Linked DNA regions of Mus musculus: regions 1 and 3 are each linked to region 2. The links are chromatin contacts, called in public promoter capture Hi-C maps. All regions are on one chromosome and are shown on one strand. Each heading gives the region's core, a stretch centred on a gene start, on an enhancer-like site or on the middle of the called end of the contact. The rest is flanking DNA. Distances are from core to core; before and after follow the strand shown. Region 1 has its middle 21 kb from the start of Man2a1. Region 2 holds the start of Vapa (vesicle-associated membrane protein, associated protein A). Region 3 holds the start of Man2a1 (mannosidase 2, alpha 1).

Region 1 (3,585 bases), core at 962-3,461, 1.0 Mb after region 2:
GCCTACGCCTTTCCTCCTGTTCATACTTACATGACAGAAATTTGCTAGATCTGCCTGAGATGATGAGTTTTGTCCATCTGCTTGAGGGCCAGGCTTTAAAGAGCCCCGGTGTTGTTACTACCAGACAATAAATTATGAAAGCCCTTTTTAGTAAGAAAATAAAAGTCCCCCAGTGATTGCTACCCCTGCCCCTGGCTAGCATTACCTAATGTGGCATTAGGTAATAGAAGGATAATTCAACTGAATGAAGTTATGGTACAAAAGCCAAATAAAAGAGCTAAGAAGAAATGCACTTCAGAGAGATGCAATACACCAGCTATGTGTTGCCCCTCATACAACAAGTGACTTGGGCAAGGCTCCATGATATATTTCTTTCAGAAGCTGAAATAAGCCAAAGATATTCACTAACCACAGAAGAATTTTTCTTCAGGACCCCAAGTTTTTCCAGAAAATTATTCAAGTAAGAGCATTTGTGGTGGTTGTTGTTTTCTGCAATATGATCAAGCTGACCGAAAACATGGGTGCCCTACAGCAATCTACCCCAAGCAAACCATCTCCATGAACTCCCCCCACCCCTGCACCTCCCGAAGATCACCTTGATATGTTGGAAGAGATTTTCTAACTGAACACAGGTAATATGTCAGTGGCTCAGATCTCAAGATAAAATGCTCCATTCACATCGAGCAGCGATTAAATACGCAGGGCATGAAATAAGCAGCAAGCTTGGCTTCGAAGCCATCTTGCAAACTGTATGCCATCCAAGTCAGACCATATGCCTTTAAATCTAGATGGCTTCGTCTCCAAGAGAAATCTAGCTGCTGCCTCAGCACCAGCATGGCAGGAGCCTTCAGCTGAGGGAGAGAGGCAGTTCAAGGCAGCCTGAGAAATGCCTGCTAACAGGTGTGCCCGCATAACAACTAACAACTAACAACTCTTAGCCATCTCATTTGGGATGACTGTTCTGTTCAGTCAACAAAAACCTTCAAACTGGCAGCTCAAACCAACGTTGCCCTTAAGTAGCTCACTGTGACATCTGGGGTAATCTTTGTCTAGGAAACTTCACCACTACTTTTCCCCCTGACCTCTTCAAAAAGAAAACTCCTCCAGTTGGCATTTAGTCGAGGCTCTGCCCCACAGTTACCTGGCAACATCCAGGTGTGCCTGACTCACTATAAAGGGGGCTGCTTGCCCCTCCTCTCTTTCTTGCTGTCCTCTTACTCCTGTTCCCCCCTCCTCATCCTCCTCCCCCCACCTCTCTCCATGTGTTCATGGCCAGTCTCTCTCTCTCTCTCTCCTCCCCCCCTTCTCTCAGATCCCCTCCCCATACCCTGAATAAACTCAAATCTGGAAGGGATGCCTCAGCATGGGCCAGCAGAGGCACCCCCTTCCCCCACACCTTATAGCACCTCCACCAAACATATTCCTTCTCTGCTTATCTTTTTATAAAACACAACACCACACACACACACACACACACCCCTACTCCACATAGGGACGGGCCTACCCCTGTGCCTGACCCCTAAGCATAGGGTGCAGGCCAGCCATGAACATGTGACAAGAAGACCAATCTGAGCCCAGATACGAGAGGGAGTCTTTCACCCTTGGGATTAACTGAGTTAGGAGAGTGGGACCACGAGTATTCTGGTGGTCTTCTTCCCATCAGATGAGGCGTTTCAGTGGACAAACACCATCAAGAATGGAAAGGAAAAAAAATGACTGGGAGGGAGGGAATGGGGGTGAGTGCAAAACAGAGTCCCAAGGGCACTGCAGAGCTCCCAAGCCTGTTGGTAGCTCAAGTATCCGGATGAGCCAAAGATGAGTTAAACAGCTCCTGGCAACATAGGAGAGGCTCAAGAAATGTTACCAATAGTCCACTGTTTGTTCTCCTTGTTTGATACATTAAAGCCATCCTATCTTGTCTCTCTCTTAGCAAAGCCAGTGAGACAGAAGGGAAGTAGATAGGCCTGCTGTCCTACCTCAAAGCAGAGCTCCCCCGAGTCTCATAGATGGTGGCTGTAGCCCAAAACATCTTGTCCCACTGTGCTCACACACTCAGACTCACACACTGGTCCCACCATAATCAAGGAAAACGTTTCGGTTTTGTTTTTTTTTTTTAAATGACACCTCATTTCCTGGAAGAGGAAGGAAAAGAATTAGTTAAACCCGAAAGTGGAAACCGCGGCAGGAAGTGGGTTACATAAGCACTTGACAGGCATGTGGTTTTCTAAGGCTATGAAGCGCCAATCTGTGCTCACTTGGCTGTTGGCCAGCCGCACCATCCTAGGAAGCAGGCAAACTAGAGTGTTAAAAATACAAAATTTATCAACTTGACAGTGTTGAACCTCATGAAAACAAGAGATCGTGGCAGTAATTAGTGTTAAATATTAATTGTGATTTAAAATTCAATTACTATAGGACAAGTGAGACCATCATTAATGATGGTGTCTGCAAAATATACATCTTGTCACCTCTATACATTTGGGCAGATAAACCATTTGCTTGTACAATAAATGCTATTGGTTGATGATCCAATTCGGTTATTTTTGTCATACAATCTGTGTGGTACAAAAGTCTTAAAGGTAATTCCTAAGATCTTATGTTTGTGATATTTTCAGACTCAATAAGCAATGCCATAAAACTATACAATTTAGAACTGAAATGGATCTTACAGGCAAAAGAAACTAAGGTGGAGAGAGGATTAATGTACTGGGAAATGGCAGGGCTGGGACCTCACGTCGTGTGTCCTTGATTTCAGCTGGACATCTCTCTTTTATACCCTATCTCGAATAAGCCATAACACAGAACATTAGTGACCTAGAGGAAAAGATTCCTAAAGTCAACTTGTCTAACTTGTTCATTTACAGGTAAAAAATGGGGCTCAGAAAATGAGGTTCCTGAAAAGGAGCCAAGCTAAAAATATTGATTTCTACAACAGTGTAGAAACATGTTCATCAAAAGGCACAAAATATCCCACCATTTAATTTCTGCAAGAGTGGGGGGGGGGATGACAAATACCCCAGCATTCCTAGGAAATTCCTAGTGATTTGCCAGGCCAGTTAGGAAGATTTGTGAGAGTCACAGAGTCTCACAGTCAAGCAAGTGCATGATCGAATATAAACAGCTGAGCTAAAAACTAGAACCTCCCACAGGCTTTTGGTGTCTTCCTTTTTGTCCATACCCACTTAGATATAGAGACTGCAGCTATTTCTGAAAGTAAAACTTGCCTGGCTTCAGCTAAATAAATAAATAAAAAACAAACAAATAAATAATAAATGTTCTTAAATAGCCCAAAATATCAAGTTCCCATTCTGGTTGAAGCTCTTAATAGTTCTGCTCTGGGGCTGTGGGGTTAAACTCTGCGTTTATCTGTGCATCTCTGCCTCTTTCCATTTCCATATAGGATATGTGTGACAAGTGGAGATTCCCGAAGACAGTCTCAGCTCCCTCCACCCCACCTCCTCTCCCCACTCCTCCCACCCCCGCCTCTGAAAATTAGTGGAGTTAAGTCATTCTATCTAAAGAAGAGAAGGAAGATTAGAAGCAAGCCCAAGAGTTGCCTGTCCGCCTACAGGAGAACATTAACAT
Region 2 (3,529 bases), core at 844-3,343:
GCTGTCTGGCCACATAAGGCTACTGATGCTGCCTGAAACACCTTGGCTCAGATATGAACTGCAGTGCTCTCTTATTGTACAGTTTTCTAGTCTTTGAAGAGATTATTTTTAATTACGTATACTTGTTAGGATCTGTGCATGAGTGCAAGTACTCTCCAGTGGCCAGAGGCATTGGCTGTCCCTGGAGTTGGAGTTTCAGGTAGATGTGAGCAGCCTGCTATGGGTGCTGGGAACAAAATTCAAGTCTTCTGCAAGAGCAGTATGTGCTTTTAACCGCTGAGGCAGCTTTTCTGCTCCTAGACTTCTACTCTTCAAAGACATAATGGTTTAATTAAGGAAAAAAGATAATATTTTCTTGTTATTGTTTCTTAGCACATGTTAAATTTATACATCTTGGGATTGCATTGTGTTAGAATTTTTTATTTTAAAATTGCAGTTTGAGTTACTGATTTGCACTTCATTAAAAAAATCACACGAAAATTTTGGCTGGTGATTGGGATAGAATTTCCAACTATTTTTGAAATGTTTCCAAATCTATTTTTTTGCCACTTTGCACTAGGTATTTATATAAAATGATTCTCAGCATTGGTAATTATAAAATCAAAATAGCAATCAATTACAAAAAAAGTTGACAATGTTGTGTTTAGCAATATCAAATATTCAGCCAAGAATAAATAATTTTTACGTAGAGATGAACAAGGAAATCCATCTCGTTTGCATACAAGCTTGCTTTTGTCTTAAATGGATTTTTGGTCTGCTTCTTTTCAAAATTCATTTTTTAGGTTAGGATACAAAGTAAGCATTCAAAGAAAGAAAACAAACTTTTTTTTTTAAACGACCAATGTTTGCTTTATACCACTATTATATCCTATATACCTCGAGTGGCATGAAAGTTTTTCAGGTGTCGGGGCGGCAAGTTGAAAAAGTCTAATTAGCTGTATTCTAGACTGCTCATTTCGACATTTACTTCCAAGCAATCTAGAGTGCCTTTTCGTGGCAGAAGCATGAATATGTGCTTTGTTTCGCACGGAGCTTCCTAGAGATTTAAATTCAAGCAGCACCATAGGACACAATAAAGGTTTTTACAGCACATCCATTTGTTTTGTTTGCTCTTCCCGTCCCTGGATACCCTGGCAAGGGGCTGAATATCTGTCAGCAACTTGCTTGGCATTTTTTTTTTTTTTTCTCATTTGGTACAGGCTCTCCTAAGTGATACAGATAAAATTCGTCCCTAGCACGAGAATGTGGCAAACAGATTTGGGTATGAGTTTGAAGTGAACCACACTGTAGATACAGCACGTGAACTCCACGCTGTAGGAACAGAGATTTCGTTTCTACCCTTGTAGAGAAACTGTGCCTGGCACAGATTTCCCCTGGAACTCGTTCGCTTGTGAGCGAGATGTGTTTCCTTTGGCTGGGCAGGAGGGAGATGGGGAGGAGGCAGTCTTGGAACAGCAGGCAGAACGGAGCGCACGTTCGCTGAGGGCGGAAGGAATCCCCAGCAGACCAGAGGGACACGCCCTGCCGCTCTCCCAAAGGGCGGTCTCTCCTGGGATGCCTGGCTTCCAGGCAGCCTGCAAAAACCCTTCTCTTTTCCAGGGCAGACAAGACGCCCTCGGCGAGCCAAAAGCCGCGTCAGCGGCCCCACCCACTCGCCTCCAACGGACCCAGGTCGCCTTCCCGGTTCCCAGCAGCCACCGCGGAGGCGCCGCCCGCACAGGGCATGCTGGGAGTCGAGGTACCCGGCGCTTCATGACTCTCTTCCGTTCGGAATTCCACTTGGAACGCCGTGAGGTAGCGTCGTAGTCGGCGCTCCAGCCCCGCACTCGCAGCTCCAGGGCCCCAAGAACGACACCCCCTTCCCGGGGCGCCGTGCACCGCGTCTCCCCGCAAAGAGCCCCGCTCCGCCCCCCCGACCCTGCTCTACGGAGATTGACAGCGGCGCGGCGCCCGGAGCTGCGGCCAAGTCGGAGGTGCGCAGGCGCACTAGCTCAGCGTTGACCCCTCCCACCCCCCAGTTAGGCCCGGAGGGCGGGGCCAGCACGAGGGCTCCAGGCCGCGGGGGCGCGCACGTAGGCACGTAGGGCCCGTCACGTGGGGCGCCGAGGATCGCAGTGCGCGTGGCCGCGGCGGCTGGTGTGGGGTTGAGTCAGTTGTGACACCCGGAGCTGCTGAGCGGACAGGCTGCCCTCGGGACCCCCGCGGCCCGGCAGCAGGCGCGGAGCTTCGGGAATCGTGAGCCTGGCCCCGTCCTAGAGCTCCGCGGAGCCGGCGCCGCCACCGTCCCCTCGCCCCCGCCAGCGAACCGCCGCCGCGGGCGCGCCCCCGCTCTGCGCTGCGCTGTCTCCTATGGCGTCCGCCTCCGGGGCCATGGCGAAGCACGAGCAGATCCTGGTCCTCGACCCTCCTTCAGACCTCAAATTCAAAGGTAGGCTGGCTGGGACGCTCCGGAGCGGAGCTGAGGCTGGGGCTGGGGCTGGCGGGCGGCGGCGGGGTGGCCGGGCCGTGCTCCCCTCCCCCACGCCCCGGCCGAGCGTCGGAGCCGCGGCCCCGCTGCGTCCCTCGGCCCCGCGCCTCGCCGTCCGCCGCTGCCGGGCCGGGCCGGGCCGGGCTGGGCTGCGCTGCGGAGGGGAGGGGAGGGAGCCGCCGGGCGCCGCGGAGGGCTCCGCCGCCATCTTGCGGCCCCGCGGGGGCGCCGTGGGAGCCCGCCCGCGCCTTGCCCGCCGGCCCGCATGGCGTCCTTGCCCCAGGGGCGGCCGCGGCGCGGCGCGGTGCGGTCGGGCGGTGCGGGAGGGCGACTGGGAGCCGGAGCTCCCTAGTCGGCGGGCGCCAGTGGGCGCCGTTCGGCGGCTTTGGGCAGGCGCGGTCCGCCGCGGGCGAGGAGGCGTTCACGGTCGCGGCCTCGCCCGGAGTCTTTCCCGGTCAGGTGCGGGACTCTGGCTGAGCCGGGAGACCAGGCAGCAGAGTCTCTGGCTGGGACTGACCCCGCGTGTTGGCACGGCCCCCAGGCGCGCGGCAGAAAGCTGTGCGTCAGCTGGGGCATGCATGGTCAGAGGTTAATGGTAGTGGGTCCCTTGTGTCAGCTCGGATTGTCCCTAGGTACGGAGGACCCAGTCCTTGAGTGCACACTGTCTTTACTGAAGAATTCTTTCAGCGTTTGTGACCCGCTTACGCTTGCGGTTTCCCTGCGTATCCCGAGAAAGCTGCTAAGGTGCCACACAGCTCTGGAACTGTTGACTTTGGAGCATTGACTGTGATAGACAGTGGCTTGGTGATTCTTGTTCAGATCCAAGGCGGTTTGCCTTCTCAGTGTGTAGGAAACGAAACGTTACACAGAACAATTTACTTTATTTTAAGGAGAACCAAAAGAATGGAGCTAAAGAGAAAACGTGATCCTTCCTATCTTTAAATGTAAAGTGCCCCCCTCCCCCCCCCCCGAAAGTTAATACCTTGCGTTTTAATTTCAGGAACTGATGAAAACAATTTTCCTTAGGCGCACATCGATTCCAGTACTAAGAGAAAAAGTAAA
Region 3 (3,440 bases), core at 47-2,546, 1.0 Mb after region 2:
TAGGGGAAGCAGAAGCTGTAAACATTTGGAAACATCTGTCTGTGGCCAGCTTTTTATTTCCACACTTCTAAAAGAAAAAAATACTTCTAGTGCTGTGTACTAATGACAGAATCCGCAAGTCCTCGTTCCGATTTCATTAAATTCCCACCAAGCCATTGACCCTGGCATATCAGAAGAAATGGCAAGGGCTATTTCCAGTCATTTAAACTGTCATATTAAAAGAAAAAAAAAGGCAAAACATCAGCCTTATTCGGGTAGGTTGTAGATTGCTCTGGTCAACTAGTTGTTAGCTTGTCAACACTTGGATTCTTCGGATTTCTCCACACATCTGCTTCTACTAAAATGTATGTGTGTCAACAGAGAAAAGCCGTAAAGGCCACTCTCAATTGCTACGTGGTCACCTCCCACACAGAACCTATTGCATCCATTTCTTGTTATTTGCTAGTAACTTTTCCTGAAAGACTTCGGGTGGGTCGTTTGTTCAACTCCTCTGCCAGCTGGACCACCCCGCAGAGAACTGAGCGCCGCACAGCTTCCAGTGAGAGAATAACAGGCGCTTCCCCACTCTGCTCCAAACCAACCCGAGGTAACAGCTGAAGCATGACGACACTAAAATCAACCCTACTATCCATATCTCAAAGGGCTGCAACAGGAAATAAACTTTTTTATCTCTTAAGAGACAGTGAAAGGGAAAGGGGTCAGAAACAGAAATCTGCCTAGGTGGGCTGTGTTTAATCAATTTCCGCGCCTCGGTGCGTTCAGGGATCTGGGCGGCCTCTGGCAGCTTTAACCCTGAGCTAGCTTAGGGGCGACACTCACACCGGTTCCCCACCAGCAGGTGGCCGAGCCCACTTCCACAGGCCCGGGTGCAAATGTGGGAATATGTCCTCTTTTGCCCGGTGCCAAGGCTGCCACCGCATGACGCCCAGCACTTTGCAAACTCAGCGGTCCGAAACCTCAGCAAGCCGGATGAGGCTCTGCCGGTCGTCGGGTGCGGCCTCACCCTGCCCCGGTGCCGAGAAGTGCGAGCCCCGGGACCAGCCCTCCAGCTTGCGCCCGCCACCAGGTGCTTACCTGCGGAAAGGAGCCCTCCTGGCGCGGGCCCCGAGGGTAGTCCAAGTGACCCCTGTCCAGCATCAGGTAGAGTGAGAAGATTACGACGCAGAAGATCGCGCTGCCAAACACGGTGAACTGGCGACTTAACTTCATTTTCCTCGATGGACTCGGGGCCAGGACGCGGTCCTCACCCGAAGGAGGCAGAAGACTGAGGACTCCAGCCGGCGATCGCCGAGGGCTCCCTGCTCCCGGCCGCACACCCTTCGCGCGCTACGGCGCGGGTCCCGGCTGCGCTCCGCACCTCGTCTCCGGAGCCACCACGCGCCCTCGGCCTACGCCCTGGCCCGCTGCCCTCCCCAAGGCCGGCCGTCCCTGCAAGGCAGACTCCTGGAGAGCAAGGCAAAGGTCCCCACAAACTTGCTTTCCTGCAGGATAGCGCTACCCGGTAGGGCGGTCGGAGCAGTCAGAGGAGAGGTCTCTGCCCGACTTCCTGCCACGGGCCGGCACGACTGAGTCGGCAGGAAAAGTTTTCTCGACAAGGGCAGGCGTGTCCTCCGCGCCCAGAGAACGCGCGGGTTCCGCGGCTCCGGGGCCGAGTGTGCGGCGCTGGGAGCAAGGAGCGCGCGGAAGAAGGAACTGGACCTGGAGGCGCCGTGCCCCACAACTTAGCGCCGGGACACCCAGGCCCACCCCCGCCACACCGCCCCCGCGTGCCCGCCGAAGAACCCCTTCCTGCCGCGGCTACTGCGGGGGCCCGACCCGGGTGCACCCTGTGCGCCGGAGCGCTGCAATCCAGGACTTTCCTCGGCGTGTGCGTCCGATCCCCGGCCTCTCCCGGCCCCCGCCGCCCCTACCTTCCCCCTCGCGGGCCCGGGCTGCACGCGGAGGGCGCAGGGGGCGGGCAGCGCCGGGAGGAGGCAAGCCGAGGGAGGAGGAGAGGACCGTCCCCGGAGAGGAGCCCGCTCCAGCTGCAGCCGTGGAGCACCCCCTCCTTCCCGCCCCGAGAACGCGGAGATGGCGGCGGCAGCCGCGAAAGGAAGAGCCGGTTCCCCAGCGCCACTCGGCGCTCCTGTACCGCCCGCCACGAGCCGGAGGAGACGGCGGCGGCGGCAGCGGCGGCGGCGCAGCGGCCGTTGGGTCAATAGGCGCCCGCAGCCCTGGAGCTGGGCAGCCGGCTGGCCCCGCCCCCTCCCGACGCGCCGGGATGAGGGGGCGGGCCCCCTGGCGCCCAATCACAGCGCGCCGCCCGCCAGGCCCGCCCAGCGCCTGCCTCACTGGGCCCTGACAGTAGGAAGACCTCAAGAGGCTTCAGTGACAAGGGAGGCGGCTTTGCAGGAATTGAGGCCAGCAGAGAGGTGCCTCCAGGGCTCCAGCAGCCTAAGGTCCAGAGCGACAGTGGTTCATTCCCCAGATTCCATCCTCTTGTCGCGTCTTCTATCCTGGAACGCCCAGATCAGCCTGCCTTGGAAGGGTCTGTGCAGGGCTGGAAGGGGAGGTAGACAAGAAATCTGAGGAGCCTAAAAAGGACTCATCTTTTCCTCTTGCTTTTGGCGACATCCTGGTGAAACCAGGGGAAAAGGGAGGCTGACAAAGCCTCTTGTAGGCAGATGTAGACATCTGGCGACAAAATCTAGTAAGAGGGGGATCTAAGAAATGCCTGTACCCACTATTGAATTATGGTCTCAAGCTCCAAATTCGCCCTTTTCCACTACTCTGTGAAAATGAATCTGGGCCTTTTAAGGAGGTTTCTCTTCACCCTTCTGGGACACTGTGTCAGTAGAGGGTGCTGAAGAGACATTACAGGAAATAAAGGAACTTGCTTCCTGGTTCTAGTACATCTGATAAGCAGTTTCTCCTAGCATTCCTGACTTTTTCAAGTACAGAGCTCCCCCCTGGCCAACAGTTCTGTAATGGTGTTGGTCGTGGATACTTTCCTGGCACCCTGTTAACAATGTATAGCAAGTTCGGGAACAGTATCAGAGTGATGCCTGCTCTTCAATTAACCATACTGCTGTCTCCATAAGGTCTGTCTCTTAGCCCTTGACTGGATGGGAAACCCATCTTTTGGGGGCCCTTTATCAGTCCAAGAGGTAACTATAAGCCCTGCTCTCCACAGTTGCTGTCTATAGTCTTTCTGGTTTTCTTCTTGCTAGGAAATTCTTGGTTATTTAACTCCCTATTAAAGTTAAGAATTAGTTTTACTAAGCCCTCCGTGTCCAGGAAGTAGTCCCAAGAGAGACCCATAAAGACGGATTTAAAGGTCAGATCGGTTGACTTTCGCCTCAAGCTCCTTGCCAACGGAAAATAGAATGATAATTTGGGTCATGAAGAGCATCACAGTTAATTAAGCCATCACCTGTGGTTGATTCTGATGACGTGCCAAT

What was found. Promoter capture Hi-C pulls out the DNA fragments that hold promoters and counts their contacts. Capture Hi-C pulls out chosen DNA fragments and counts their contacts.
Region 1: a contact with region 2 is called in a promoter capture Hi-C map of hippocampal neurons, with 2.9 times the contacts expected there. The contact joins the enhancer-like site here to the promoter of Vapa in region 2. A contact is called at or near these places in 2 of 39 promoter capture datasets (hippocampal neurons and pre-B cells) and 5 of 115 datasets of contacts at active chromatin or transcription factors (astrocytes, extraembryonic endoderm stem cells, large pre-B cells and 2 more).
Region 3: a contact with region 2 is called in a promoter capture Hi-C map of liver, with 2.5 times the contacts expected there. The contact joins the promoter of Man2a1 here to the promoter of Vapa in region 2. A contact is called at or near these places in 2 of 39 promoter capture datasets (cranial neural crest and pre-B cells), 3 of 484 Hi-C or Micro-C datasets (all in embryonic stem cells), 12 of 115 datasets of contacts at active chromatin or transcription factors (the SCID.adh cell line, astrocytes, embryonic forebrain and 7 more) and 2 of 9 other capture datasets (embryonic stem cells and liver).

Annotation. Positions count from the first base shown.
Region 1 is chr17:64,578,542-64,582,126 of GRCm38.p6, reverse strand. No RefSeq gene overlaps it. Among named protein-coding and RNA genes, the nearest start is that of Man2a1, 21 kb to the left of the region's middle. Within about 2 kb of position 2,211, at least 48 of the 459 cell types and tissues checked have an H3K27ac peak or open chromatin away from gene starts, as enhancers often do. A contact at or near this core is called in hippocampal neurons and pro-B cells, where this site is marked.
Region 2 is chr17:65,612,119-65,615,647 of GRCm38.p6, reverse strand. It overlaps Vapa (vesicle-associated membrane protein, associated protein A), which reads left to right and starts at 2,093. Exons shown (of 6, transcript NM_013933.3): 1 at 2,093-2,428. The coding sequence starts at 2,350.
Region 3 is chr17:64,599,505-64,602,944 of GRCm38.p6, reverse strand. It overlaps Man2a1 (mannosidase 2, alpha 1), which reads right to left and starts at 1,296. Exons shown (of 22, transcript NM_008549.2): 1 at 1,075-1,296. The coding sequence starts at 1,209.